4 separate regions of the Mus musculus genome follow, and regions 1, 3 and 4 are each linked to region 2. The links are chromatin contacts, called in public HiChIP or PLAC-seq maps. All regions are on one chromosome and are shown on one strand. Each heading gives the region's core, a stretch centred on a gene start, on an enhancer-like site or on the middle of the called end of the contact. The rest is flanking DNA. Distances are from core to core; before and after follow the strand shown.

What was found. HiChIP or PLAC-seq counts read pairs in DNA pulled down with a chosen protein or histone mark.
Region 1: an H3K4me3 HiChIP or PLAC-seq map of bone marrow-derived macrophages shows a contact between it and region 2, with 5 times the contacts expected there. The contact joins the enhancer-like site here to the promoter of Rrp1 in region 2. A contact is called at or near these places in 6 of 39 promoter capture datasets (HPC-7-derived erythroid cells, cranial neural crest, embryonic stem cells and 3 more), 1 of 15 datasets of contacts at CTCF or cohesin (the NIH/3T3 cell line), 3 of 484 Hi-C or Micro-C datasets (CD4 T cells, Th1 cells and bone marrow-derived macrophages), 16 of 115 datasets of contacts at active chromatin or transcription factors (the 230-238 cell line, CD8 T cells, the HPC-7 cell line and 11 more) and 3 of 9 other capture datasets (adipose tissue, liver and pancreatic islet).
Region 3: a contact with region 2 is called in an HNF4G HiChIP or PLAC-seq map of pancreatic cancer cells. The contact joins the enhancer-like site here to the promoter of Rrp1 in region 2. A contact is called at or near these places in 4 of 39 promoter capture datasets (HPC-7-derived erythroid cells, embryonic stem cells, epiblast stem cells and 1 more), 1 of 15 datasets of contacts at CTCF or cohesin (the NIH/3T3 cell line), 2 of 484 Hi-C or Micro-C datasets (bone marrow-derived macrophages and cerebral cortex), 8 of 115 datasets of contacts at active chromatin or transcription factors (the SCID.adh cell line, SST interneurons, bone marrow-derived macrophages and 2 more) and 4 of 9 other capture datasets (adipose tissue, liver, macrophages and 1 more).
Region 4: an H3K4me3 HiChIP or PLAC-seq map of bone marrow-derived macrophages shows a contact between it and region 2, with 4 times the contacts expected there. The contact joins the enhancer-like site here to the promoter of Rrp1 in region 2. A contact is called at or near these places in 9 of 39 promoter capture datasets (the 3T3-L1 cell line, 3T3-L1-derived adipocytes, the C10 cell line and 6 more), 3 of 15 datasets of contacts at CTCF or cohesin (the NIH/3T3 cell line, embryonic stem cells and large pre-B cells), 10 of 484 Hi-C or Micro-C datasets (CD4 T cells, DN3 thymocytes, the MPC-11 cell line and 6 more), 33 of 115 datasets of contacts at active chromatin or transcription factors (the 230-238 cell line, the HPC-7 cell line, the NIH/3T3 cell line and 23 more) and 4 of 9 other capture datasets (adipose tissue, liver, macrophages and 1 more).

The regions. Positions count from the first base shown.
Region 1 is chr10:78,298,243-78,305,644 of GRCm38.p6, reverse strand. The region is part of intron 2 of Agpat3 (1-acylglycerol-3-phosphate O-acyltransferase 3); the gene reads left to right. Among named protein-coding and RNA genes, the nearest start is that of Gm30122, 38 kb to the right of the region's middle. Within about 2 kb of position 1,739, at least 100 of the 459 cell types and tissues checked have an H3K27ac peak or open chromatin away from gene starts, as enhancers often do. A contact at or near this core is called in CD8 T cells, the HPC-7 cell line, the SCID.adh cell line and 4 more, where this site is marked.
Region 2 is chr10:78,408,658-78,415,890 of GRCm38.p6, reverse strand. It overlaps Rrp1 (ribosomal RNA processing 1 homolog (S. cerevisiae)), which reads left to right and starts at 2,848. Exons shown (of 13, transcript NM_010925.2): 1 at 2,848-3,071; 2 at 4,405-4,487; 3 at 4,868-4,925; 4 at 6,672-6,757. The coding sequence starts at 2,939.
Region 3 is chr10:78,324,885-78,332,077 of GRCm38.p6, reverse strand. It overlaps Agpat3 (1-acylglycerol-3-phosphate O-acyltransferase 3), which reads left to right. Exons shown (of 10, transcript NM_053014.3): 2 at 2,742-2,802. Among named protein-coding and RNA genes, the nearest start is that of Mir7659, 12 kb to the left of the region's middle. Within about 2 kb of position 2,182, at least 32 of the 459 cell types and tissues checked have an H3K27ac peak or open chromatin away from gene starts, as enhancers often do. A contact at or near this core is called in liver, pancreatic cancer cells and trophoblast stem cells, where this site is marked.
Region 4 is chr10:78,280,591-78,287,886 of GRCm38.p6, reverse strand. It overlaps Agpat3 (1-acylglycerol-3-phosphate O-acyltransferase 3), which reads left to right. Exons shown (of 10, transcript NM_053014.3): 3 at 1-40; 4 at 2,723-2,892; 5 at 3,537-3,698; 6 at 4,639-4,792; 7 at 5,411-5,513. Among named protein-coding and RNA genes, the nearest start is that of Gm30122, 20 kb to the right of the region's middle. Within about 2 kb of position 2,421, at least 18 of the 459 cell types and tissues checked have an H3K27ac peak or open chromatin away from gene starts, as enhancers often do. A contact at or near this core is called in bone marrow-derived macrophages and memory CD8 T cells, where this site is marked.

The sequences.
Region 1 (7,402 bases), core at 490-2,989, 110 kb after region 2:
CACTTTGAATGTACCAACCCCTCAGAAGCCTTTGTGGGCATCAGAGTAATGCTGCCTCAAGTTTTTCCTAGTTGGACTACTAATGTTTCACTTTATCTGAGTTAAAGCAGTCTACTACTACTACTGTCGTTTCTTTGAGAAAACAAACCAGAGGCAAAGCCTTAACTGAATAGCAGCTGAGCGGAGTGTGGGACTTGGGATTGCTCTGAAATCAGACTCTGTGTGTGTGTGTGTGTGTGTAACTGAAGCTTCACTCACATGCACAGAGAAAGAGCTTTGCTTGGCACACTCACACAGCAGGGGATAGAAACTTGAGCTAGTGATTTGACAAAGCAACTGGCCAGAGCCTTATAGGGAGGTGATTGGTCATCTTCAGAAAGGAGTGGAACACACAGCTTCCTGACCTCACGCTTCAGCAGGGCCCTGTTCTGATCACGTGGTTTGACCACAAGGGTTGACCAGCACATGGCCATTTGTGTTGTGTGTCAGGAGAATGGTGCCATTGTTTGCTGATGGGACCCTGGATAATCTCACAGTTGGCTTAGGGGATTTTCCAGGCTTTGTGTGTTGGAGTTGGGCCATGCTACCTCCTGACAACGAAGACTGCCCAGACACTACCCTCAAAGCCACTGGTGGACCTGACAGGAGCAGTTAGCCTATGCTCTTCAGATGAGAAACAGATTGGTTTATACATTATAATTTAGATAAGAATCAGTCCAGATCTCTGGAGCTAATGTTTTTTAATGTAGTTAGAAGTCTGAGTGTCATGGGGCTTTTTGGATTCTTTAATTTGTTGTATCTTTTTTTTTTTGGTTTTTTGAGACAGGGTTTCTCTGTATAGCCCTGACTGTCCTGGAACTCACTTTGTAGATCAGGCTAGCCTCGAACTCTGAAATCCGCCTGCCTCTGCCTCCTGTGCTGGGATTAAAGGCGTGCACCACCACGCCCGCCTTAATTTGTTGTATCTTAAGTTTGAATATCAGTAGAAATGTAGTAATTCAGTTGGTCAGACCTGATTAACATTCTTTTCTTTTTCCTTATTAGTTTATCTTGGGTTCTGAGATTTGGGATTTCAAGCAGAGGTATCTCAGAACGAAATTCCTTCAGGGAGATCGAAAAGCCAGAATTTTTAAAACCCAAATTATACTGAATGGTGAGAAGATTCTTTTATGAATGATGACAACCCCCAAATCTTGAACATGACATTTTGGTCCCTTGGGAGGTCTGGGTAAGCAGGTGGGAACACACAATTGTGGTGAGGACCCAGGCGCATCCTTCTTGGGTTACCAATACCCGGATCAGTGTTGTTTCTATAGCTTGGGTATATACCAAAAAAAGAGTTAAGTATCTTAGACAATTGAAAAATATTAGAGTGTGTGGTGTGTACCTGCCATGGAATGCATGTGGAGGTCAGAGGGTTCTCTCACCTTGTGTGGGCTTCAAGGATTGAACTCAGTTGTGTGATAAGAACCTTCACCATCTCACCAGTGCCAAAACGTTACAAAGAAAATCTAAATATGAAAGGACGTATGAACTATCAACAGTGAGAGTTAATGGAAGTGTTCAGCACTTGGGACTGACCCTCTGTGGTTGGTGTAGTGGACATGAATTTCCCACAGTATATGATGCCTGTATGATGGGCTCAGAGGCAGCTGGCACAACCTTGAGGTGAGATATGAGTCTAGGCGTTCACTTCCTGGCTTTGCTACAGAGGTATTGTTAGCCACACAGGCATCGTGAGCCACACAGGCCCGGTGAGTCACACAGGCACTGTTAGCTGCACAGGCACGGTGAGCTGAACAGCATGGGCCCCCTTAGCCATACCTACACAGCCCTTCCGTCTGGCTGAAGAGAGTCCTGCTGCTGCGTCGTTTCCCCCAGCTGATTGGATCAGCCTCAGTGGTTTCTGTTTCTCTCCAGTTCCTCTTCTCCCAGGAGCTGACTGTGGGAACTCTGTGACCAACTCAGAATTTTTATTGTCATGCTCCAAAGTCCCTTATGGTGATGTGCCCTGTATTCTTTGGTAGAGATTGTTCATATAATCCTTAATGTTTTACAGAACTCCCAACACTTACTTTGTAAACAGACAACACTTTTCTAGAGAGGTAGACCTTAGAGTCACCGGTATTCCATAGGCTGAGGATAAAGGCATCAGTCCGTTTTGACAGTTAGTGCCGTATTTATTTAACCATCAACCCAGATCATAGGTATAATGAGAGTTTTGTGTAACTGGTCAAGTCTTATAAACAGACTGAAGTATTTCCTCAGTAAGGTAAGTTTCATAACTATGCAATTTAGCAGCAATACCTTGCCCTAGTTAGGGTTTCTATTGCTGTGATGAAACACCATGATCAAAAGCAAATTGGAAAGGAAAGGGCTCATTTGCCTTGGACTTCCACAGTCAGGGCTGGAACTAAGATAGGGAAGGAACCTGGAGGCAGGAGCTGATGCAGAGGTCACGGAGGAATGCTGCTTACTGGCTTGCTTCCCCTGACTTGCTCAGCTTTCTTTCTTTTAGAATCCAGGACTACCAGCCCAGGGATGATACCACCCACCATGGCCTGGGGCCTCTCCATTAATCACTAATTATGAAAATCCTTTATGGTTTGCCTGAAGTTGAATCTTAAGGAGGCATTTTCTCAATTGAAGCCCCCTCCTCTCTGATGACTCTAGCTTATGTCAAGTCAACAAAAACTAGCTACACAGCCTCCAAGTTGTTGAAAATTCTTTCTAAAAAACATTTATTTTGCATGCGGGAGTAAAGTCACTCATGCACCATGCTACACATGTAGAGGTCAGAGACAATTAGGAGTTGGTTCTCGACATACTCATTGTTGATGCAGGGTCTCTTATTGCTGTCACTGCGGTGTATACCAGGCTACCCCCTGCTGTGAGTTTCTGGTTGGTTCTCTTGTCTCTTCTACCCATCTCACAGTGTGAGTCCTGCGATGGCACATGTGTTTTTTATATGAGATTCAGGGCTCAAACTCAGGTGTTTAGGTTTGCATGGCAAGTATCCATTGAGCCATCTCCCAGTCCTAATAACTCCTTGTCCTTGTAGACTTCCCCACTGTCAAGGGGTAGCTATCTAGCAAGAGAAACCCTTGGCCAATGGGAGAACATATAGATATTTGGATAAAATCTAACCACAGAGCTTTAAGTGACTGTATCAGTAAATAAATAAATAAAAATAAAAAATACTTGTTCTATAAGCCAGATTTTCTATAAATGTTACCAAGACCAACATTCAAGGAAGCCCAGGGGCTGAGAGGCACAGTGGGTTAAAGCTTTCCAAAGCCACTGTGAAAGAGGAGCCAAGCCTAAGCTCTGTGTGTGATGAAGCACATTAGTGTCATCTGTCAACTTTAAGTTGCCGCTGGAAGCCAGGCAGTGGTGGCGCACGCCTTCAATCCCAGCATTTGGGAGGCAGAGGCAGGCGGATCTCTGAGTTTGAGGCCAGCCTGGTCTACAGAGCCAATTCAGGACAGCCAGGACTACACAGAGAAACCCTGTCTCAAAAAACCCAAGGTGTGGGGAATAAGGTGGAGGAAGTAACAGGCCAGCAAGTTTTAAATGACTTTTTTTTTTTCTTTTGTTGTTGTTGGTTGTTCTCCTCCTCCTCCTCCTTCTTCTTCTTTTAAGTTGTATCTTATGTTTGTCCAAGAGAAGGGCCTTGAACATACTGTTTTATAAAGGCTAATCGCTGTCAAAAACCATCTTAAAGCTGGGTAGTGATGGCACAAGTCTTTAATCCTAGCACTCAGGAGGCAGAGGCAAATGGATCTCTGTCCATTTAATGGACTCTATCAGTTTAAGGCCAGCCTGGTCTACCAAGCAAGTTCCAAGACAGCCAGAGCTACACAGAGAAACCCTCTCTCTAAAAACAACAACAAAAGCCATTCTAAATACACATGTCATATATGAGGTATGCTAAGAATAATAAGTTTAGCACAATTATAAAAATGTAAAATGAGCTGGGTGTGGTAACACACACATTTAATCCCAGCATTTGGGAGGCAGAGGCAGGCAGATCTCTGTGAGTTTGAGGTCAGCCTGGCCTACATAGTGAGTTCCAGGACTGTCAGAGCTACAGAGTGAGACTGTTATAAAACAAACAAACAGGCTGGGCGTGGTGGCGCATGCCTTTAATCCCAGCACTCGGGAGGCAGAGGCAGGTGGATTTCTGAGTTCGAGGCCAGCCTGGTCTACAGAGTGAGTTCCAGGACAGCCAGGGCTACACAGAGAAACCCTGTCTCGAAAAACCAACCAGCCAACCAACCAAACAAACAAGAAAATAAAAGTAAAGTGAAGCGACTGCAGATTTTGCCAGTTACTTTGAAGAACTTTAGGGATGGTTGGGTTTTGCTCTAAATAAAGCCACACAGGCAAATAATCATCCCTGCACCTGCAGCATAGAGTGAGCTCCTGAGAGAAACAGAGTAGCAAGCTGGCGTCTCTACATCTTCAGCCATGAGAAGGACCTGAACCAAAGGAATAAGACTGAGATGAAGCCTGGAGGGGAGAACTACTGTAAGGCTACTCAGCCAGATGGAGCCTTACATGTGAAATGCTAGTGGAGAAACGTTTCCTCTCTTCTCTTGACTTTGTACTAAATCTAATAACTAGATCAGAATAAGCCAGCGGCCCAGCCAGCCAGCCTAGGGAGCTCTCCACTCCAGAAAGCTCATCAGCATGAACAAGGAAGCCTCCTGGGCAGCCCAGCAGGACTCGGGCTAGAACCCTGCTCTGATCCATCTTACTCCTCCAGTGACTGTGAAGCATCCTCAGGCCCCACATTTAGGTGCCCAGAACTGCCCATGAGCAACACAACTTGTAACTCAAGGAAATAAGAGTTTATTCTGGAGCCAAATACCAGTGACCAAAGCCCAGGCACACAGATTCAGGGTACCCCCAAATACCCCACCATATCGCAGTGTAGTAACAGCTATATGAAATTTTTATAACAGAACAAAGAAGTCATACATTAAGGTAGTATCAAAATACCTTGGTGGAAACATCTGGTAGGTTGTTAAGCAAAATGGGGAAGCCTCTGACGTAGGCTTCAGATGCTGTCAGATGGCATTCGTAACCCTCAATTGGTGGGAATTAGGGGACTCAGTACATTCCAAAAGGATTGGCCTCAATCATAAAAATATTACATCAAACACAGAGGTGGGCTATGAATATCTCTTAAGAGGGCTGAAGATAGCTCAGGATGATTTAGTTCTGCACCTGTAAGATTCCGTCTCTCTACAGTCACAGAAATGTAAGAAATAATGAAACAGCTTTGATGTATCGGGCTGCCTTGTGAGTCATTGGTGTGGCTCATCTTCTTTTTTTCTTGGGAATGCTGGTTCACAGAAATTTCTGTCTGTGTGTGGGGGTGGGTGACATGCCACACACAGAGTCTTGCTGGGGAAGTGCTGGCTTCAGTAGAAAGAGCAGTTGTATCTAGAGACAAACCACCGGGACGACAAAAGTTGGTGTTAGTTGCTATTCCTGGACACATGAGGTCTGGTTCACCATGCCAGGTATATGCAGTCTGTGTAGCTCAGAGATCCACTAGGAAGTTCTCCAGGCTGGGGGTAGAGATCAGTCAGAGGCAGCATCTTTGCAGAAACCATTCAAGGTCCTGGATTCCTTCCCCAGCACCACAAAGAAAAAACAAAACGTGCACAGTGACAAAGTCCCATCCTCTTCTCCACCGATGGTGCGTTGAGCTGTGGGCTTCAATATTGTCTTTCTATTTTCTTCTTCATTTACTTTTGTCTTTGAGACAGGGTCTCTCTACATAGCCCTGGCTGTTCTGGAACTCACTACATAGACCAGGCTGCCCTTGACCTCACAGAGACCCACCTGCTTCTGCCTTCCAAGTGCTGGAATTAAAAGTGAACACCACTACACCCAACTGTCTTTCAGCTTTTTCATATTTCATAATTGTAGAAATAACTACTTCGTGCCCAAAAAAATATGAAAAGCAAAACAGTGCCCCAAACCCTATTGCTCTGAAGCCAGGGTTACCTTAAGAATGGATAATTAATGTCTTCCAGGGGAGGGGACACCTGTGCCTTATAATGTAGTCACTTGGTGTACAAAAGTCTTTCTCAGACAACCAGTGCGGAGTCTGCAGCTATGGTTTGGCAGCTGCATGTCCCAGGAGATGGTGTATTATAGCTACAGTGGCTGACCTGTCATGGGACACTGTGACTGTGCCTTCAACACTCGGTCCCAGTCCCCAGAGGTCTTCATTGTGCCTTTCTTGGGCCAAGTTCCTGCCTGTGGTGACCCCCGTCTCTGTTGTCACTCCACTTCATTCTCCGGGTGATGGCAAAAGTGAGTGTATCCCTTTTCATAAAATCAAATCTTTAAAAGGGAAATTATTTAGACTCCAGGGGTATGTGAGGTAGGTGTTTTCAGAATTAGGTTTGTAAATGTTCTGGTAGCTCCAGGAGACTTGTGGGTTGTTATTGTTCCACTGTGACCTGGAGGGCCAGGTGGCTTGGCTGCAGGCTACAGTGTTGAGCCTGAGTTGCATGCTGGACCCAGAGTTGAGGAAAACCTGAGTCAGTCAGCCCCTTAGCCCCAGGGCTAAGGAACCAGGCCTTGGTGGTTCCTCACAGGGAAGGCTATGAGCCCCTGTGTGGACCTGTCTACTGCATGCCGGGGGAGTGGTGGACTGTGAGTCTGAGTGTTAAGACACTTTCTTGAAGCTGGTCTGCCATCCTGCCTTCCTGGAAGCTCTCAGCCATGTTGTGTGACATCCGGAGGCCCCAGCTCTAGGTGTTTCTACGTATTCAGTATGACAACTGGAAAATATCCCCCCCCACACACACACACACCTGCAGGGCTAGCACCAGCTAAACTTGGGGTACAGTGGTGAGAAAGTACCTCCACCTCCTCGGGAAGAACCAGTTGTTAGCCCAGGCACACCCCAGTCTCCAGCCTTGTCTCTGAGTGGCCAGCATGGAGGGTCATTTCATCTTCTGGACTGTAGTTCTTGCTTAGCTTTCATCTCTGGCTCCTCCTCATCAGACACAGCCTAGGGGCCCCTCTCCTTCTCTGTGTTGTTTTGCCTTGCTGCGTGTATTCACCACCTCCATCAGCGGATACTGGGTCATTCCATTATTGCTCTGTAATTCCAGACTGGGCCTGTGGCCCTTAATCCACAGAGGAAGGGACTGTTGTCTCTCTGCCCAGTATAGAGAGGCAGGTTAGGCTGCAGAGGGCTAAGGGAAGGGACCATGGGGAAAGACCCTATACTGCGGCTTGGTGTGAGGTGGTATGACCCGGCTGCAGCTGCTTCCTGTACTTGGTGAACTCAGGCAGAGTTCCCAGGTCAGAAGACTGAGCCGTACTTATAGTGTGCCCTGAGAGCACAGCCTTCCTGTGAGCCCCGAGTGTG
Region 2 (7,233 bases), core at 1,599-4,098:
TATCTATGTATCTATCATTTATCTATATGTCATCTATATATGGCTCTCTCTTTACACACATAAACACTCATGCACACATATGCACACGGGCACTCTCTCACACACACATGCACACACTCACACATGCAGCGCCCATGGCTGTAAATGTTAGATCCCATGTCCCCAGACACCAAGCCACCCACCCCACCACCTCAACCCCCACCCCCCACAGCTTTCATCTTTATTTGTCCTATTAGGATACACTCCAAATCACTCAGGTAAACTTGGTCCTGGCTGTCCTGTCCTTCAGCTTACACCTCTTCTCCTTTGGAAAATCTTTCTTTGGACCCTTCCCCCGTAGCAGGCTATACTGAAGCTGAGCACTGAGCCTGGATCTTGGCTGACTTCCTGATTGATGTCACCCAACCCTGGTGTCTACAGGAATCAGACAAATAATAGTTTCTTCTGTGACCTGGAGTTTGGGAATGGGTAAAGCCAGGGAGCAGCTGCCTACTCTAACCTGTCCATTGTGGAACATTCCAAAAGTTGGACTTGGGCAGCTGACTATGGGCAAGCCTGGCCCAAGCAAATACTAATCTTTGTTCTAGAGATTTGCTCTTTTCAAAAGCAATTGATGAGTGTGGTGGTTTGAATATGCTGGGCCCATATAGACTGGCACTATTAGGAGGTGTTACCTTTGCCTTGCTGGAGTGGGTGTGGCCTTGTTGGAGGAAGTGTGTCACTGTGGGGGTGGGCTTTGAGATCCTCTTCCTAACCATGTGGGAGCCAGTCTTCTTCTAGCAGCCTTCAGATGAAGATGTAGATCTCGGGCTGGTGAGATGGCTCAGTGGGTTAGAGCACCCGACTGCTCTTCCGATGGTCCAGAGTTCAAATCCCAGCAACCACATGGTGGCTCACAACCATCCGTAACAAGATCTGACTCCCTCTTCTGGAGTGTCTGAAGACAGCTACAGTGTACTTACATATAATAAATAAATAAATCTTTAAAAAAAAAAAAAAAAAAAAAAGAAACATCCCAAACCAGCCAACTAATAAAAAAAAAAAAAAAAAAAGAAGATGTAGATCTCTCAGCCCCTCCTGAACCGTCTCTGCCTGGATGCTGCCAGGTTCCCTCTTTGATGATAATGAACTGAACCTCTGCACCTCTAAACCAGCCCCAATTAAGTGTTGTCCTTATAAGAGTTGCCTTTGGTCATGGTGTCTCTTCACAGCAATGGAAACCCTAACTAAGGCACTAATTACCATCTTTGTGCTTGAGACTTGTAGACTTAAAAAGCATCCATGACTGGATGTTTAGGACCAGATCCTCCTCCTCCTAGTTGGTACATAATAAACAACCTGAGGTTCCAAGTTGCAATGGTAGTGAGTGTCCCAATCAGAGTGCTCACACCTAAGCTGAGCCCACCTTTTCTGTCTGTGTGTCTGTCCTGTATTTCTTTACTTCTCCCAGTTGGGGTTTCAGTACTCAAGCCTAGCAGGACTTGGCATATACACATATGTATAGGTGGATATATTTACTGTGTGATGTGTAAGTAGAGTCTGACCATTAATATTAGTAGTTTAAGATAGCTTGCCTAGGGCTGGAGAGATGGCTCAGCGGTTAAGAGCACCGATTGGTCTTTCAGAGGTCCTGAGTTCAATTCCCAGCAACCACACAGTGGCTCACAACCATCTGTAATGGGATCTAATGCCCTCTTCTGGTGTGTCCGAAGACAGTAACTGCGTACTCATATAAATAAAACAACAGCAACAAGAGATAGCTTGCCTAAGTCAAAGAAACTGGGTTGACTTTAAAAAGCGTGGCCATAACATTGATGTAGTCTATCAAATTTTTTGTTATTCAGTAAATTCTGATGTTATAGAAAATACAGAATTGTCTATGTTCCTGTAATAGTGCTTAGACATGCCCTCTCCCACCCCAGTTGCTTATTCCTCTTCAGTCAGACTTTCAACAACCATCCCTCCCATTTTTTCCAGCATCTAGCTTTTCAAATACAGCCACCTTCCTTGCCTGACACTTTAATCCTGGGCTTAGCTGGCCTATGGTGTAGCAACGAACTGGCAATGTTATGGTACCACTAAGTCCAAACGTCCACTGGTCTTGGAAATTTCCCCCAGCAAGTCATCAGACTTCTGGTGGTCTTGGGCACACCAATGAAACCTGTAATTGTTTTGTATTCTAATTTGACATTTCAGCTCTTGGGCTATATGGAAAAATTTTCCCAATAGTGTCCCAAACGATTGTCACCACACATTTCATGAACCAGGGCACACTCAAGTTTTGCACACTCACTGTGCTTTCTATAGTGTATTTGCCTGCCTACCTTCATGATAGGTACCTGCACCCTGTCCCATAATCTGGATCCTGACAGCCTTCTTGCTTTTCTCTTTCCAGGAAAGTGGATGCTCTACAAGAGGCTTGGTGGGGTGGATTTCCCTGAGGACTAAGGTGTTAGGGATCAGGTAAAGTGTTTCGGGTAAAGCTCGTAGTTCTCGGCGTTGCAGGGTTCATGCACACACCCAACCTCCCCCCACCCACACCCCACACCCCAACATGGCTCAGGATGCTGAGCCAAGGGCAGCTCCACGCAGTCCTGCTAAGTGTTACAGTTGAGGACAAGCTGGGCCACATCACGATCTTCTTGTAATACAGCCACTCCTGCTGCAGTAAAGAGGAGGGCGAACCCAAGACAATGCTTTAACCTTTTCAAGAATCAGAGATGCCCTAGGCTTACACCAGACCATCCTCCTCCCTGCAGGGTGCAGTTGCGCCTCTCGGCCACTGAGAGGCGGTAGCGTACGCCAGCATCGTCCAGGACGTTTGACGTCTAGCTGGGTTGTGTCGCCTCAGTGTGACGTTCAGTGGTGACGAGCGCGTGTCGTCACTCGAGCGCCCCAGCGGAAGCGTCGAGTGCGTGGTCTCAGGGTTCTCCTCACCATGGTTCCCGGAGTGCCGCTCCCGCCGGAGATCCAGCTGGCGCAGCGCCTGGCGGGCAATGAACAGGTGACGCGGGACCGCGCGTTGCGGAAGCTGCGGAAGTACATCGAGGCCAGGTCGCAGCGGGCGACAGGTACGCGGGCGGGAGGGCAGGCGAGCTCCGCTGCGTGGGCCCCGCAGGATCCGGCCTTCGTCTGCTGTTCTACTGGCTTAGGCTGACCCGATCGGTCTGCCCGCTTTTCTTCCTTCTGTAGCTTGCTGGTGCTCTTCCGCCGGCCTTTACTGGTGTCCCGTGTTCTTAAAGGTGTGTTCTCGACACCCCGTTCCCAGGATGTCCTTTTGCAGAGCGGTTTCTGTGCTTCTGGTCCTCAGTGAGCGACCCCTTTCAGCAGCCTCCGCGTCTCTTGGATATCCCTCCGCAGATGCAAATTATAGATTCCCTGAGCAGTGGTTTGGCCGAGGTCACGGCTGTATGCTTTGGGAAGTGTCTCAAGGCAGTTTTCCACGCTCTAGTCAGAGAACCCCAGCTTGGGGAATGCGCTTCGCCAAATGGTGGCGATGTCCTTTGCTTTTGGATATCCCTCCGCGGATGCAAATTATAGATTCCCTGAGCGGTGGTTTGGCCGAGGTCATGGCTGTATGCTTTGGGAAGTGTCTCAGCGCAGTTTTTCACGCTCTAGTCAGAGCACCCCAACTTGGGGGATGCGCCTCGCTAAATGGTGGTGATGTCCTTTGCTAGCCGGAATGAATAACTTTCACCATTTAATCTCCGAAATGTCATAGTATAGCTACAGTTCCTTGGTCTGACACTGGCTTAATTAATCACTGCATTAACAATGGGCCATCTCCCGGTCCCGAAAGTGTTGGGTTTCTTTAACTCTATGGGACTGATACCTGCTTGCTGGTGCATGGAGTTACTGGAGGGTTGGGGGGAGGGGCTCCTCCAGGCACCGTTATGGCAGTTCTGTTGGAGAATGTTTTGAGGGCGGGGCTGGCTGCCCAATCATATTTTTTTAAGGTTTATTTATTTATTTAATGTATATGAGTACACTGTAGCTAGCTGTACAGATGGTTGTGAGCCTTCATGTGGTTGTTGGGAATTGAATTTAGGACCTCTGCTCGTTCCAGTTGGCCCCACTCACTGAGGTCAGCCCAGCTCGCTCAGTCCCTGTTCCGTCTGGCCCAAAGATTTATTTATTATTATAAATAAGTACACTGTAGCTGTTTTCAGACACCCTAGAAGAGGGCATCAGATCTCATTAGGATGGTTGTAACCTACCGTGTGGTTGCTGGGATTTGAACTCAGGACCTTTGGAAGAGCAGTCAGTGCTCTTACCCGCTGAGCCATCTCGCCAGCCCCCAGTCGTATTATTGTTAAGAGTAGTTCAGGCAGTCATGTTTCCTTCCTGGCTCGGGAAGGTAGGTTCCAGGGCTCACTAAGTCTCACTGTTGCTCTTGTGATGCAGGTGGTTTCACTCCAGATGAACTGCTAAAAGTATGGAAAGGACTGTTTTACTGCATGTGGATGCAGGACAAGCCCCTCCAGCAGGTGGGTGCCTGGGAAGGTAGCTGAAGAACCCTCACAGGAGTTGGTGGGGGACTGAGGGGCTTATGTTTAATCCTCCACCCCACCCCTTAACATAGCCAGCACTGACTCCTGCTGTTTATAGAGAAAGTGATGTTTCCTGCATAGTAGGTCTTTTTTTTTTTTCCATGTGGTTGCTGGGATTTGAACTCAGGACCTTTGGAAGAGCTATTGGTGCTCTTAACCACTAACCCATCTCTCCAGCCCCATAGTAGGTCTTTTGCAAGCAAGGAACCAAGGCCAACTGGCAGCTGGTCCTTTGAAGTGAGAGGGCATTGGTAGTGTTGGCCGTCAGAGCCACTGTGCTTCGGGGCCTGAGCGTGTGCTTCCTGTTTCCCTCACAGGAAGAACTAGGAAGGACCATTGCCCAGCTTGTCCATGCTTTTCACACGACGGAGGCACGTGAGTACCCGGCGGAAGCCAGGCCCGGCCGGACCCTGCCGACACCAGAGTCGCTGAGATCCAGAGGGACCAATGCAACAGTGTGCTCTCAAACCTCACGCAGGCTGCAGGGAGGTGGCTGTGTGGATGCTCGTGGCGTGGAACACAGCCCAGTGCCCAACCAGCCTCCCTCAGTTTACCAAACAGACATGGCTAAAGAGTGAAAGGCAGTGGTATGGCATATGACAGCCGGTGTCATGATCCCCGTGGTGTTTAGCTGATGACAGTGACACCCTTTCTCTTAAGTACAGAGGTTTTCAAGCCTCCTAATGCTGCTACCCTCTAAAACAGTTCCTCCTGTCAGGATACACACACACCCCCCACCCCACCCCCGCCCCCAACCGTTAAGTTCTTTTCATTGCTACTTTGTAACTGTAATTTTGCTACTGTTATGAACTGTAATGTAAATATCTGTGTTTTCCAATGGTCCTAGGTGACCCATGTGGAAGAGGCATTGGACCTCCAAAGTGGGAGGTCTCACAGATTGAGAATCGCCGAGGCTAAATTGCTAAATCCCGTGTTTCCCATTCCTATCCCTCATCCAACCTACCTGATGGAATCACTTAGGCAGCCTTTAAACATCCTGAGATCCAGACCCTGCCTCAGGCCAGCCTAGCCCTGGGGCATAGCATGTCTGAGGCTTTGAGGGCAGTCCTGACAGAGAAGCCGGATGCTTGTGCCTGCTCCTGTCCTCGGCGAGCTGGGCTTTAGCTTTATTCGACTGAAGCTGGCAAGTTGAGGGATGCGTGCACGCCTCAGTTCAGGAGACTCCCTCCTCCCACCCCTCTTTTTGGAGACAGGTTCTTACTGTGTCGCTCAGGCTGGTCTCGAACTTGGGAACTTCCTCCTCCTACTTCCCTGGGCCCTGGCATCTCGGATGTGTATCATGGCTTCAGGATCTCTCTTGAACTGAGTGTAGAAGAGGCAGTAGATCTGAACTCCCTGCTCTCTAAGGACCGGCAGCTTTGCTGAGTCAAAGCTGAAGTGACCACTTGGTAACCTGGTGACCAGGCCACCAGGCCTGAGCCATACAAACAGCCCTTTGCTGGCGTAGAATTTTGCAGAGAAGAGGATTTGCCTTCCTTTTGTCCCAGTACCAAGGCTTCCCAGGGCTGGTTCCTCCTGCCTTGTGGATGGCGCCTTCTCTGGTTGACTCTGAGTAGGTGGGTCCACCCTCACGACCTGCTTTAGTACCCTGAACACGGCCCCTCCGTTCACCCCTGGTACATTGTGAAGTGCCGAGGGTTTAGAGCTTCTCTATGAGGTTTTGGCGGCACAGTTAGACTCTGCATCCTATATCTGACTCATCTGTTCCCTGCAGGGTTCATGGATCTAGTTGGGCAAGCGCCAGGTATCTGCCTACAGTTCTGCTTCAGGAATGCAGTTCTGCTGAAGGTCTAGCTTGGGTGTCAGGAGGGCTTTGGTCCAAGCCAAGGCAGGGACAAAGAGGCCTAGGGAGGATGTGTCCCCAGTAATCACTCCTTTCCCAGTACTCCCTCCTTCTTTGTGCGTTTTGTTCAGAGAACAGAGAGTCAGCTTGATTGAGTGTGTTTTGTGGGTTTTTTTTACCCCCTGTGGAGCCTGGAAACCCTCACCTCTGAGCCCTGTGAATGAATGAGGGAGTTCTGTGGGTTTGTGCTGTCCCTCCCTCCCCTTCCCCATGGCTCTGGTGTTGATTGATGTGTGTGTCCTCTCTCTCTGCCCTAGAGCACCAGTTCCTGAAGGCCTTCTGGCAGACCATGATCCGGGAGTGGGTGGGCATTGACAGACTGCGCCTGGATAAGTTCTACATGGTGAGACAGTGTGGCACCAAAGCAGGTGATCCACAAGCCCTGGGTCAATATACAAAGCCAGGCCTGGTTTGCAATATACTTGGCTGCAGAGCTGCTAGAGCTTGGAGTGCCCCCATCTTAAGGGCCAGTAAGAATTCAAAGCAGGAGCCTTGCCTCAGCTCTCCCAGAGGAAGTAAAGCCATTCTGACCACCAGTGAGCCCTGGGCCTAGCACAAGGCAGAAAGGGGACTTGATCACCCCCATCTGTGAAGATCCCTTCTGGCTGAGGACTTGGTCCTTGGCCCTCTGTCTGCATTGTGTCTCCTGCTTGCTTTCTTCTCCTGTGTCGTGCTCCTCTCGGCCAATGAATTGCTTTACAAGGCCCATTTCCTTTTTTGAGAGAATTTTTTTTTCTCAAAAATTGTGAGGCCCAGCTGCAACCTTGGCTTTGTAGTAAGTCTGCCTTCTTCAGGAAGAGCCCAGCGCCTGCCCTGACC
Region 3 (7,193 bases), core at 933-3,432, 83 kb after region 2:
AGGATTCAAGGTATGTGTCGCCATGCTCGGCTTGACAAGATAATTTAGAGCCCCCTCCCCCCTCCTGCAGCTTCACACCAGCCCTTTACATAATTTCTGAATGACAATGTCATTTTTTTCCGTTTGTGGTTTGTACCCTGTCCCCTGCCATGGATGGAAGCCTTACCAAAAGGCAAAACTGAGCATGGCTTCAGTGTTTGGGAAGACTCAAGAGCCTGAGGACCATCTGTCACAATCAGTTCCCTCTCCTAACATGCCGCTGTGTCGCTAACTCTGTCTTATTTACAGTAGTCACAAGTCTCTTGTCCTTAGTAGTTGGTCAGGAGACCAGCTCTTGCTCTGTCGCCCTGGCTGGCTCCTGCCCTCGTGACCTTTCCTGCCTCTGACTCCTAAGGCTGAGGCTGCAGACATCTGTACTCAGCCTTCCCACTTTCTCTTCTATGTGCAGTTTTTATTTTCTTTTATTTCATTTTGTTTTATTTTTATTATTATTATTTTTTTAATGGAACTGGGGCTTGAGTTTGTCTGTCCCTAGACTTGTATATGAGAACCTGAACTAGCCAGGCATGGTGGCACACGCCTTTAATTCCAGCACTCGGGAGGCAGAGGCAGGCAGATTTCTGAGTTTGAGGCCAGCCTGGTCTACAAAGTGAGTTCCAGGACAGCCAGGGCTACACAGAGAAACCCTGTCTCGAGAAAAAAAAAAAAAAAAAAAAAGAACCTGAACTTCAGTCTCTGGAACCTACATAAAACTGCTGGGCATGGTGGTGTTGCCATAATGAAAGATTTGGGAGGCAGAGATGAGGGGATCCGAGGGACACAGGTGCCGGCTGGACTGTGAGGTTTCAAACTAATGAGAGACCTTGTTTCAAAGGAGGTGAGTGGTGTTTCTTTTGTTTCGTTGTTTCTTTCTTTGTTTTTCTTTCTTTCTTTTTTGTTTCTTTGTTTCTGTTTCTTTTCTGAGACAGTGTATCACAATGTAGCCTTGACTGGCCTAGAACTTGCTCTAGACCAGACAGGTCTTGAAGTCAAAGAGATTTACCTGCTTCTGACCCCCTGGTAGTGATTATAGTAAAGGTACACTGTCCTCAACTGTTTTAAGTTTATTTTATTATGTATGAGTGGTGTGTGTGTGTGTGTGTGTGTGTGTGTTCTGCCTGCATGCATGCTTGTACACCATGTGCCTAGTGCCTGCAGGGCCTAGAAGAAGGTGTCGGATCCCTTAGAACTGGAGTTAACACATGATTGTCAGCTACCACGTGCATGCTTAGAATTGAACTTGATGTCTTAGGGAAGAGCAACCAGTGCTCTAAACCACTGAGCCATCTCTCCAGCCCTAGTGGGTACCATTTCTGAAGTTGACACTTAAGGTTGTCTTCTGGAGTGTACATACACACACATATCTTAGAGGCAAAAATAAACCATCCTGGCTGGGATCGATTTGGTCAGTTAAAGGGTGCAGAAGAGATCAGTATATTCAAAGACAGAATGCTTTGAAAAGCACAAAAGACAAAGAAGACATCAGTGGGACTATGACGAGTGGGAAAGAACATAAAGGTCTCCCATGCTAGGAAAAAGCAAGGCCTTGAATTTTTCCAAATTTGGTGAAAATTTAAATCCAAGAAACTTACCAAACCCTACTCTGAAGAAGCAAGGCAGTCCACAGTGCCACGTCCCAAGTGAGCTGCTGCAGCCATGCTGGTGGGCTCCTGTCACTACCGAGGGGCAGAGCTAGTAGTGGAATGGATTTTCCTCGGGAGTATATGGCCCAACGATAGTGTAGAGGCAACCTAAAATACTGGAAAGTGGCCAGGCAGGGTGACATGAGCCTCTAATCCCAGCAATAGGGAGGTCGAGGCAGGAGGATCATGAGTTTGGAGCCTGTTCTCTTCTCTTGAGGACACTAAGACTCAAGACCTGATCGCTGTCAAAGACACTGCTGTCTGCACTGTCATGGTGGGGTAGGGACACAGACACTCGCTCTACTGCACTCATCCAGCAAAATGGTCTTTGGCCTTAAGAAAGAGAGAGCCCTCACAGAAAGAGCGATTGTGTGATTCCACTTACATGAAGTTGCTAGAGTTTCTAGTGTGAAGACAGAGAGCATCCTGGGTACTGAGGGCTCGGCTGCTAGCTTATGGGAGAGGCTGGGTATCCATCTGGAAGATGGGAAAGCTCTGTGGGTGGAGAGTACCAACGGCTTCACAGCCATGCATACGTGCCTCAGACATGCTCAAGATGGTCAGTCTTGTGCAGGGTTTGCCACAGTTTAAAATGGACATTTTGGCAAAGTGATCCTTAAGGGCTGGGGTGTGGTGTGGCGTGGTAGAGCTAACGGGCCAGAGGAGCCCAGTGTGTAGAGTGGGGAGATGCTCCATCATGCACACAAGCTGGGCAGTGGCTCTGGGTAGGACAGCCCCTGGCAGAGGGAGGCTGTTCTGTTCTGGCAGATGCAGCAGCCCAGTTCCATTGCTTAGGGACCTGCAGGTCTCTGCAGTGGTCCCCGGTGTCCTGGAATGTAACTGGTGCCTGTCTCTGGGTTTTTTCATTTATGAGTCATCTGCGAACCTCCTGCTATGCAATGGAAGTGCAGGCTCAACTTCCTGAACTCCAGGGGCATGATCCTGGGATTGGCTTGAGTCCCTAGTGAAGTTCTTGCCTAGCGCTGTTTGCCTGCTTCGAGGGAAATGCCTCTCCTAAGCCCTGTATGCCACATTCATGACCATGTCCTCTTCTTCTAGGCCCTGCAGGTCGGACACCCTTGAGGACAGCCATCGCCTGGCCCTGCTAGCCTGTGCCTTGGTAAGTGAAGAGGGCATGGTGGGTTTCATGAGTTTGTTTCTGCATGTCTCTATGTGTGTCCTGGGTACAGCTTAGGTGTGGGTCCCCTGTGTGACATAGCCAGCTCCTGGTAGTGGAAGATCTTTGACCCCAGTTCATACCTAGGTTAGATAGGGATACTGGGACAATCTGAGCCCTGGGCATGGCTAGGCCTTAATATGCCTGCTGATTTTCTTAAAGGGCAAGCATTTTTATACCCTCTATGGTCAGGAGGCATCTATATCTGTCATATATATATGTGTGTGTGTGTGTGTGTGTGTGTGTGAGAGAGAGAGAGAGAGAGAGAGAGAGAGAGAGAGAGAGAGAGAGAGAGAGAGAGAGAGAGAGAGAGACCAGTGAAGAGCTGGTGAGATAGGATGTTGGTGAGCCAGAGTGGCTACCAGGACACAGCTCTCACATGCAATCCCCTCAACAGAATGGCCCCAGAAGCACACCAGCCTCCTTGAGACCAGCTGATAGCCACTTACCGGGACCTGAAAGCTTGTGGCCCTGGGGTCAGAGTTGCTTCCTGATAGAAACAGAGCAGGTGCATCTCCTTCTGGAGGCCACAGGGGCTGATGTTGGTTGATATTAGCTGGGTCAGTCCGGCAGTGGGTTCTGGGTCACAAGGCCTGAGAATAGAGCCTAACGTTCTATGTGACAGGGGTGGGACATCTCTGCCTATTCCCATGCCCTCATCCTTTGGAGCTTCATGCCATCCCCAGAGCCTTTTAATGAAGGAGCTTGAACCACAGGCTCATCCTTCATGGTCAAACCTGGATCAGGTGGCTTCCTGCCTTTCCTCCATGACCCAGAAGATATCTGTAGAGTGGGTGCTGTCTGTCATGCAGATCTCTTGGTTCAGACTGCAGGGTCATGGTTTAGGTCAATGTCCCAGTTCTTGGCAGGCAGTGGGTGGGTAGTTTAGCTTTCTGGGACAAAACTGTATCCAAGAATATTCTGAAATCCACTATTTTATTTACGACATCAAACATATTTTGAATAAGTAGGAGCTATGCCTTTGCAATAATACATTCCTATTATCCCGGCACTTGGGAGGCTGTGGCAGGGGCATCATGTGGTTTGGGCCTGTATGGACTGCAGAGTGAGATCCTGGCATAAGCCCTCCCTCCTTAGTCCAAAATAGATCTAGGATTGTAGCAACCAAATTCTAGTCTCACACTTTTTCTGTTTATAGTTATGATTTCCTGAAGACAGTATCTAACTTTTCCTTTGTTCCCCAGTTGGATAGCTAGTCCCATAGGGTACCCACAGCAGTTCTGACTGACTGGCGCTCGGGGCAGTCCTTCTCCTGGTAAACACACACACACACACACACACACACACACACACACACACACACACTCACGCTCTTGGTGTTTCTGCAAAGTGAGCACTGCTTACACAGAACTACATTCTCGAGAACCAGTACTCCTCACCAAAGACACAGAGATTCTAAAGTCATGTACCACCATGGTTAATTGTATGTGTGGCCAGAGATTGCCCAGATGGGACAGTGCAGATGCTGTGACCCTTCTGAGTCTGGGGGCAGGGGTAGACAACTGCTTGGCAGAGCTCTGTAGAAAATAAGTTGTGAGAGGCACTGAGTGTACCTCACCATGGGGACATGGACTCTGGTTGTATCACATCTGAGGGCTGGGAAATGAGGTGGGAGAAGTGCCTGAGGTTGGACATTGGTGGACCTGGGAAGCTAGGAGTGAGGCCTAAACTGGATCGGGGGTCAGCTCAGTGCCCACAGCCCACTGATGCTCGACTCCATGAGAGGCAAGACAGGAACAGCACACAGATTATCCCACTGCGAATGTTGACATTTATAGTAACACATTCTTCCTACAGCTGGCATCTCTTGGAAGCTTGCAAGGGCCAGCAAGTCGTGTCAGTGATTCTTATCACTTCCTTAGGAGCTGGACAACTGAGTCTGACCACAGGAAACATGGCAGAAGGGAAGAACTGACCTGTGTGTTGTCCTTTGACCACCGCATGCATGCTATGGCATGCAACACCCCAAAATAAATATAAATATAAAAAATAATAAATGAGGCTGGAGAGATAGCTTAGCAGTTAAGAGCACTGAGTGCTCTTCCAGAGGTCCTGAATTTAATTCCCAGCAACCACATGGTGGCTCACAACCATCTGTAATGGGATCCGATGCCCTCTTCTGGTGTGTCTGAAGACAGCTGCAGTGGACTCATATACATAAATAAATCTTCAGAAAAAAATAATAAATGCAACCATTCAAATAGCTAGTAAACATCTGGAAAGGTGCATGCTTCGGGGTCACAGCACAGTGTGGGGTGCTGGAAGACCGGACATTCGGAGAGCCCTGCAGTAGGAGGAAGTACTGTGAAGTTCTGGACCTTGCTGAGACTCTCTAGGGTATGCAGGAGACCTTACCTAACAGCATAAAATAATTGGCCAAAAGGGATTTGCCAGCCAAATTAGGAGTCGGGAGGGGGTGGGGGATAGGAGGCAGTGTGTGTGTGTGTGTGTGTGTGTGTGTGTGTGTGTGTGTGGTCACCCAGGGACACAGAGGACTCCAGAAGTGTGGCCAGCCCTGAGGGGAGCCCATCTGAGTCTATATCAAGCAGAGCTATTTCCCAGCAAGGCCTAAATGTCAAGCTCAGGTTGTTTTCAGCCAGGATGAGAATTCTTCAGAGGCTGGGCTCTCAATTGTGTCTCTCAGAACAATAGGGGACAATCCTCTCTCTGGTCATGTGAGTCCTGTAGCCCAGGTGTGTTGTCCTGGTGACAAAGGTCGCAGACAAAGTCTGAGATTGCAGGAAGTAAGCAGGTGCTGGGTGGATGCTGGAGGCCCAGGGTGACCTGCAGGAACAGAGAAGGGGAGATAGGTGAAGGCTACAGAAGGGTTCACTGTGTTTCGCTGTGCTGGGTGGAGATTATCTTTGTCTTCTGAAGGGGTTGTGTGAGGGGAGAGCAAAGGGCACAGACATCGCCCCGGCAGGCTGTCTGGTAATGGCAGACATCCTGCAAAGGGAGGCACTTTCTTGAAAGAAGAGCTGAGTCTTATCGGTGCAGGGTGGGTGGGTAGCCTGCTGCCATGCAGACACAAAGGTAGGAGCCTGATGTGAGTTAACTTTGTTCTCAACACTTAAAATTTAATTATAGAAGTAGCATATGCTTGGAAAGATGGAACCAGAATCAAGTATAATAAATAAAGCTGTGTTCCTTACTCTGTCTAGGATTTCACTCTTCCGGGAGGATGCGCCAACCTAGAGTGGCTTGTAGTTAATCTTCCAGAACTCACAGAAAGCTCCCAGGAACACACGAGCAGCCTGTGTCAGTAGAGTGCTCACCCAGCATGTATAAAGCCTTGGGAGCGACCCCCAAACACTGCATACACCAGCATGATGACCGTGCCAGTTATCACAGCACGCGGGAGGCTGAAGCAGGAGGGTCAGGAGATCAAGGTCTTCTCCCGTTCCGTGTCAAGTTTGAGAACAGCCTGGACTTGGGCTAGGTTGTACCTTGTCTCAAGCAAGCAAACAGATTTTTAAAAAGATAAACAAACAGTTACTAACTGCAGTTCTGTGGGACAGCTTCTATAGCTGGATTCTAGCTGTCAGTTTGCACAGACCTGCTTCCTTTTATAAAAGCTCTTCTTGCCAGGCAATGGTATGGCAGCACGCCCCTTTAATCCTGGTGCTTGGGAGGCAGAGGCAAGTGGTTCTCCACGTTCAAGGCCAGCTTGGTCTACATAACACGTTCCAGGACAGCCAGGGCTGTTCAGAGAAGCTCTGTCTTTTTTTTTTTAAGTTTTTTTAATTTATTTTATTTATACACTATAGCTGTCTTCAGATACACTAGAAGAGGGCATCTGATCCCATTACAGATGGTTGTGAGCCACTGTGTGGCTACTAGGAATTGAATTCAGGACCTCTGGAAGAACAGTCAGTACTCTTAACCACTGTGCCATCTCTCCAGCCCGAGAAGCTCTGTCTTAAAACAACAACTGAAAGGCCTTCTTGTTTTATTAATGTCCTGAAGTGTGTGTTTATTTGGGCATGCTCTCACTCACGCCTATGCCTTTGGGCTCTGGGATGGCTCAGGGCGGTTAACTGGAATGGGCTTGACCCATATTTCTGGTTTAGAGAGCAGTGTTGAGCTAGCCTGCTCATCTTCCCATGAGGGCCAGCTAGGGCCAGAGGCCACCTGTTCAACTAACTTGGGAGACTTGGCCCTTATAACCCTGCAGGCTGCCCCAGTAAGCTGTCTCCATGGAAGTGGACTTTGCCTTCCATGTTATATAGAGCTGGCTCTCTGCACCTGACCCACCAGCTGGTGCTGTTTGTAAGTTTCTCTGGTGACAAATGGCTGCAGGAGGAGAGTAATCT
Region 4 (7,296 bases), core at 1,172-3,671, 130 kb after region 2:
CGCCGTATCAACTGCCGCTTGGCCTACTCGCTCTGGAGCCGTAAGTGTCCTCGCCCATAAGGGCATCGTGCAGGGGCTTCTGGGGCGGGGGGCACGGAGGTGGGGGGAAGCTTCTCTTGCCAGGGCTCTCAAGGACAGGGCCACACCTGGCACTCCATTGCAGAACAGAGCCGGGTGCATCTCTGGTTCCCTGAGGTCATACCCTTCCAGGGTCATGTGAACAGGTGCTCAGAGTAACTTTACCAGGCTCAACCACATGATATTTCCACATCAAGCTGTGTGACTCACACAAAAGGAGGGTCTAACACAGCACGGTGGGTGCTTTCAGACCAGCAAAAGCGAGATAAAAATAGGCCCACTGATCTGTAACCGGCCACCAGCACAGGGTACTGAATGTCCCTCTTCACATTTCAGGGTGCAAGTAAAAACAAGGGTGCCCCTTTGGCGCAAGTGTGTGAGTGCTACCTATGCATCAGAACGTACTAGTGCATGAATGCACATATACATGAGATCCCTTCTCCACATCTACGTGGACAGACAGCCACTTACTCCCAGCCTATGCACCGGGGAGGGCCTGGACCTGGATGCAGCTACCTGCAGTTTACATGATGCCAGTTTGACTCAGTTCCCACAGGACAAGGACACAGCCCCGAGATTTCTGCCAGTGCCTATGCCTCACAGGCATCCTCACCATCTCTTGTTTATATGGGCCCAAAGCTAACCAGGTCGTCTTATGGATGCTAGCCCTGGCCATATCCCATCCTCGGTGTGCCCACACAGACACCAAGAAAATGAGTAGCCTTTTTGTATCTGAGAACCCTCTTCCAAATGCAGTTCTAAGTGGGGGGAAAAAGTCTATAACTGCTTACACCTGCCTGTGCGGCAGAGGCATGGAAGAGGCAGGAAGGGACAGCAATGCCCCAGGAAGGGGGTACAGGATGGTGTGTGCTACCCCACAGGAGAGGGCACGTACCATCTCACAGGATTTCTGCACCCTTATCCTCTCCCTACCTAGAAGCCAGTGACTCCAGTCTGCCTGATCCCCCTTCTCAGCTTGACTCAAAAGGTGACAGCTGTTGCACAGAGAGCAAACTACAAACCCCACACGTGCAACATGACTTGGTGGCAAGACCACTCCAGTGTTGACAGATAAAAGCTAAAACTATAGACTCCTGAATCTGGTGCTACTCTGACTCCAGAACAGCACACACACCAAATCCAGAGAGGAAAGGAAACAGAGCCCCTCAGCTATCATGGGAGACGCGCTAGAAAGTCAGATGTACCCCCGTGAGGCTTTCTGAGCACGCCCTGGGAGGGGCAGAGAAGCCAGTTAGCATCAGCCTGGCCTCAAGCAGAGATGGGGAGATGGGTACACGGCAACTGAAGAGCATATCCTTGGGGACTTCCTGGGTGCCCAGGCCTCAGAACTTCCTTCTGTCATGTGACTGGGTAATAGCCTGTGCTAGACTGGAGGATGATGACTGTCACCACTCTCTAATGGCAGAGCCACCCTGTGTGAGTTCTCATGTAGACACACGAATGGCTCTAGGGCACACATATGGGATGCTCTTCTGGCCACATGCTAATGTGTTTGGAAAACATTAAGGACCCCAACCTCTGCAGTATTCCAAAGCAGCTACACCATTTGGCACCCCTCCTGGGACTAAGTGAGAACTCCTGTGTGCCCAGGGCCTCACCCTATTTGTGGGCTCTGTGTTTGAGGCTGGCAGCATGCCCTGGCTCCATCCCCAGGGATCAGTTCTTTTCAGGGGGTCCTGGGGCTCTCTCATGAAGCAGTGGCCAGAGCCAGAAGTGCTTCCTGCCGCCATCCCACATGTGGCAGTTACATCCTGGTCCACCTGCCTCAGATGCCTGGCCGTAGTCATCCCACTGCAGACCATGGCACCCATGCAGGATGCCTGCCCTCGTGTGCTTCCTGCCAGACCTCATTTATATTCAAACTCTACGCTGAACAAAAGCTCTTAGCATGGAACCTTCTGGCCCTGACCTTATGAAGGTGACCATGTGGAGAAGCCAGGTAATGCTGTGGTCCCGCCTCATCCTGGATCTGTCATGGCCTGTGAGATGCAGGCAGGTAGAGGCTGGGTTCTGAGTTGCAGTGACCCTCCTCATTCTTGTGGAGATGCTGCTGCAGTCAGCTGCTGATTGCCCTCTGAGCTCCTGACCACAGTGCCCCTCCTCATCCTTGGGGCATCCCACATCCTCCTGGGCAGCAGTAGATCTCATAGGAGCTCTTCCGTAGGCCGGCCTGGGGTGGGCAAGACTGAATGTGCACCATAGCTTACACTTGATGTCCACCTTATCTTCGCTCTCCAACTGTGAATTGCATGGCCCCGCAGGCATTCTCTTCCTGGTCATTCAGGACACAGCTCCCGCCTGCCTCCCACATAAGCAAGCCAGTGGTCATGTGACGTGGTGGCTGAACACTGAGGCAGCCTGACTATTTAGAGCTGCAGGGCCCTGCTTCTTCCGTTTGCTGCCGCCACAACTTCCATCACACAAAGTAGCTGTGACTCGGGAAAGCTTACAAACACGGGCCCTCCAAACTCACTTCTAGAAAAGAGTTCCCCTCTAGGTGGAAATGGAAATGGATGTGGGTCTGATACTGCTCTCCCAGAACCTGTGGAAAACCGGGGTGGGGCTGGGGCTGGAGCAGGGCACTGGGCAGGCATCTCCCAGTGCTGACCCCACCCTCCCGCAGAGCTGGTCATGCTCCTGGAGTGGTGGTCCTGCACGGAGTGCACTCTCTTCACCGACCAGGCCACCGTGGACCACTTTGGGAAGGAGCATGTGGTTGTTATCCTCAACCACAACTTCGAGATCGACTTCCTTTGTGGGTGGACGATGTGCGAGCGGTTTGGCGTGCTGGGGGTGAGCAATGGGGTCAGGGAGGGCTGGGTGAATGATGGCAGAATGGGGCCCCAGGAGGAGACCTGCATCAGAGTCCCCGAGACTCTAGAGGCTTGTTCCTTAGAGGTTTCTTGGCTTGGCCCCTTCTCATTGAGCGGTATGGCTGATGGAGGTGGTGGGAGGGGTGTGTTTTCCCATGTGCTCTTCTCTGAAGTTTCCTGCCTGCTCTTGGGACTCACTGTGACTTCATTTCTTGTTACTACTGTTCACCATCCAGAGGATCCCACTCAAGGCTAACTGAATAATTGGTTAGTGGCCTTAAGTGAATTTAAACCACTCTAAGAGGGCCAGGGAGTTGAGTGCAGCCGAAGCCCCTAAGCAATGGCAGGAAGATAGGGGTCAGGAAGAGACCAGGTACTGAGGTGCTGCTATCTACCGTGGGCCTGCCACAACACCAAGGCTGGGCTCTTCAGTAGTTTCTGGGGTGGCCCCCTGTGTGTACTTGAGGGGTACCAAGTCAAGGATCATTCAGTCATAAGCTGGGGGTCCCATTTATAGCAAATACTTTGAGCCAGGAGAAGCAAGGCTTGAGCCCCTGGTGTGTGTGTGTGAGGGCTTCTGGCCGGGCCTCCCCACCTCTGACAGATGCCATGGTCTCCCTGCAGAGCTCCAAGGTGCTGGCTAAGAGGGAGCTGCTGTGTGTGCCTCTCATCGGCTGGACGTGGTACTTCCTAGAGATCGTATTCTGCAAACGGAAGTGGGAGGAAGACCGGGACACCGTCATAGAGGGCCTGAGGCGCTTAGCTGACTACCCAGAGTACATGTGGGTGAGTGTGCTTGCATGTACCACGAGGTGGTAGGGGCTTGTGGATGCAACTCAGTCTTCCTGTGTACCAGGGCCCACGTTATAAGTTGTAAAATCTCCAGCTAGGGGAATAGCTCATTTGGTAAAGTGCTTGGCACACAGGTGTAAGAAACTGGGTTTGAGCCCCGGAACCCAAACAGAAAAGGCAGGCTGTGGTGAGCGTGTAAATATTCCCAGCACTGGGGAAGCAGAGGCAAGTACACCTCTGAGGCTCACCGGCTGGCCAGCCTAACGTATTTGGCAAGCTCCAGGCCATTGGGAGCCCCCATCTCAAAAAACAAGGTGGGCAGTGCCTGAGGAAACTCACTCAGGGTTGACCTCTAGTCTACACACACACACACATATGCCCATGATACTATCCCCATTTTGCAGACTTGGCCTCGTTCCTAGGACATAGCTTCCACTGTTCCCGCTGCTGCAAGCCCAGCTTTGGCGCACACCCTCCTAGGGTGCAGGCGGTGGGAGAGCCGTCCTGCATGGTATCTCTCATCCTTTTCTTGTCTACTCTCCGAAACCTAGCTTCTTACTTCCCATCTCCCACACCATGCTCAGGGACAGTGGATGCTTTCTGTTTTCTGGTCAAAGGCTGCTGCCCAGGGACGCTTTCAGGTTTCTCTTCTTCTGGAGAATTCTTTGAGGAAAACTGTTCTGATTGCACTCATTTGTGTGACTGCAGTGCAGATTGCAGCCCTAAAATAAAATACTGTTTCAATGACACAACATGCTTGCCGCTGGATGCGTCCATGCTTTCTTCTCTCTACCTCCAGCCGAGTGTGCTATGTGGCTGTGGCGGGTGAGGCCTGGAATGTTACAGGCCTTGAATGGCAGGGCTCTGGTTCCATCCCCACTGTCCTGGAATAACCCTCTGGCCTCTCCTGGCCCTCTGTTCATTCTGCACCTAGTTTCTCCTGTACTGCGAAGGAACACGCTTCACAGAGACCAAGCATCGCATCAGCATGGAGGTGGCTGCCTCCAAGGGGCTGCCCCCACTCAAGTACCACCTGCTGCCCCGGACCAAGGGCTTTACCACGGCAGTCCAGTGCCTCCGGGGGACAGGTAGGAGACGGGGACCTGTGGTGAGAAGCTGGAATCCATCACCGCCTGCTAGGCCACTGTGCGAAGCAAGAAGTTGAACAGGGCTGGGGATGCTGCCTTGAATACATGGGGTTCTGTGTTCTGGCACCCCATAAATCAGGCATTGGAGAATTTCCTGCAGTCACAATACTTAGGAGATGGAGTCAGGATCAGACTCATCAGATCATTTTTTTTGAAGTAGAATATAAAATATAAAAATGTAAAATATACCAGAAGCACAGAAGAATAGCAGAAATAGGATTGGCATGTTATAAGACCTGTGGGGATGATAAGTGTTACTTAGTGGCAAACTGTCCAATAGTAAAATTCAAACAAAGCAAAGCATTATAAAGGAGAATGTCAGAGCAGAGTCATCTGGAAGGGGTTACATGAGTCACAGAAAGAGGCCAGGAGCCTGGGCAGGAGGGAACCACCAGTAGGGAGGGTCTGAGCACTTGGCAGCCAGCTGGAAGTGAAGATCATCGCTGTGTGGAGGGGCAGACCCAGGTGTAAAAGTGGCTTTTTTGTTTGGTGGTGACGTCACTGCTGTAGAGTGTTTCCCATCATCCACCGCTCACTGGTCCTGTCTCCACCCCTCAGTTGCAGCTATCTATGACGTGACCCTGAACTTCAGAGGGAACAAGAACCCATCTCTACTGGGGATCCTGTATGGGAAGAAATATGAGGCAGACATGTGTGTGAGGTGAGCATCTATCAGGACTTGATGTGGCCTGCTGCAGGACTCCCAAGGGTGTAGGACACGGCACAGCAACCTAGCAGTCCCTGGAGTCCCATGGCCAGTGTGAGGGTTGATTCTTGTCTGTTTCTCAGTCTCAGTGAACACCTAGGCACACATGTCCCCGAGGAAAGCTCAATCCCAAATCTGGCTAGAGTCAGTTGGTCTCCCCGAGCAGCAGTCACACATCTGGTGAACTTAACTAAACGCTAACCTTTAATCTCTTGCTTTGAGCTAGTGAAATGGAACATCCTGTGGAGCCCCTGCTGGAGTGGCACTGTCACTAGGTGGCTCTGATCGGGCTTGGTAACTTGTAGATAGTGGCCTGGGCATCCATAGGGAGCTCTGGCTGGGGAAGGCTTTGCCTATGCTTCAGAGCCCAGGTGATGGTGCCTGCAGGGCTTGCTTGGCCATCTTCTGTGATGCAGCCACTGTCAGGATCCACTGGAAGGGCCCAAGGCACAGCTGAGACCTCTCACGCAGAAGCAGCCTGCCTTCTAGAACACAAGGTCACAGGTGGACAGGGTGGGTAGAGTCCATGTCTCAGTGTTGGCCGAAGACCATAGCCAAAGTGATGTTCATCTCTGTGCCTCCCAAGAGAATGGTTCATCCAAAATAATAATAAACAGTAAGGTTGTTGGCCTTTTCCTCCTGAGTTTGTAAACAGATAGGTAACTGGCGGGGTCGAAGACCCTAATCCCTGGGGGGGGGGGTTGAAGACCCTAATCCCCGGTCTTGAGAACTCACCCTGTGTTGGAGTCAACAAGTAAGCCTAGGGTCTTCTCCTTCATATTGTTCAGTTTCCAACAAGGACGTTAACCCCAGGGAACTGTGGTGATTAGTTCTGAGCCTTAGCTGGTTTCTAAGGCCAGGTGTGTTAGTTAGCTTCCTAACACTGTACGCATACCTGAGATAATTAACTTACAAAGAAGAGACTTTGTTTAGACTCAGGGTTTTAACACTTTCAGTTCACAGTTGAGTTTCTGTTGCTTTGGTCCAGTGTGGAGTCAGCACACTATGTCAGGAACACACACAGGGCTGAACACAGCAATCACCTCACCAGCCAGTTGGCTAAAGAGGGAGGGCTAGGATGTTGACCCCTCAGAGATAGCCATGACCTAGGACCTCCCACTGGACACCCCCCCCCCCTTTTTTTAAGTAGGACCAGGATCCTGGGAGACCAAAATGCTAATACATGATCTTTGAGAGACAGAGGAGAACAAAAGAAAAACTTTTTAGGTAGATGACAATGACTAAGAATCCGGCCATGTCCAAAAGTGAGACCCCCTCAGGGGCCAGTCATGCACCTGTCCTTGGCTTAACTGCCTCAGGTCAGATCCCAACTGTGTCTGGGTGGCCAGATCCCTGTCATCCGGCTGCCCAGTCAGCCATCAAGCTGAAGTGCCCCCACATGGGCACCCAGCTGTGACAAGGGAGGCCTCTCTATGCCCTTTCCTCCGAGATATGCTGATTCTGTAGAGATGTTGAGCTAGCTGCATTTCAACGGACAGCTTCGAGCTCGCAGAAGCCTTGGCTGGTATGTGCTCTTGAGCACTGACTTTGTCCAAGTGTGCTGTTCCCATCCAGCACACCTCTACAGTCAGCCAAGGGCCCTCCCCCATGCCTCCCTCGAGGGAGACAGAACTCTAGGACTGTGACGGGCATGCAGGCCTGCATGTGCATAGCCCCAGGGTACCTCTGTTCTTTTTGCTGGCGTGTTGGTTAGCCTCATGATGGCAGAAGTACTCCT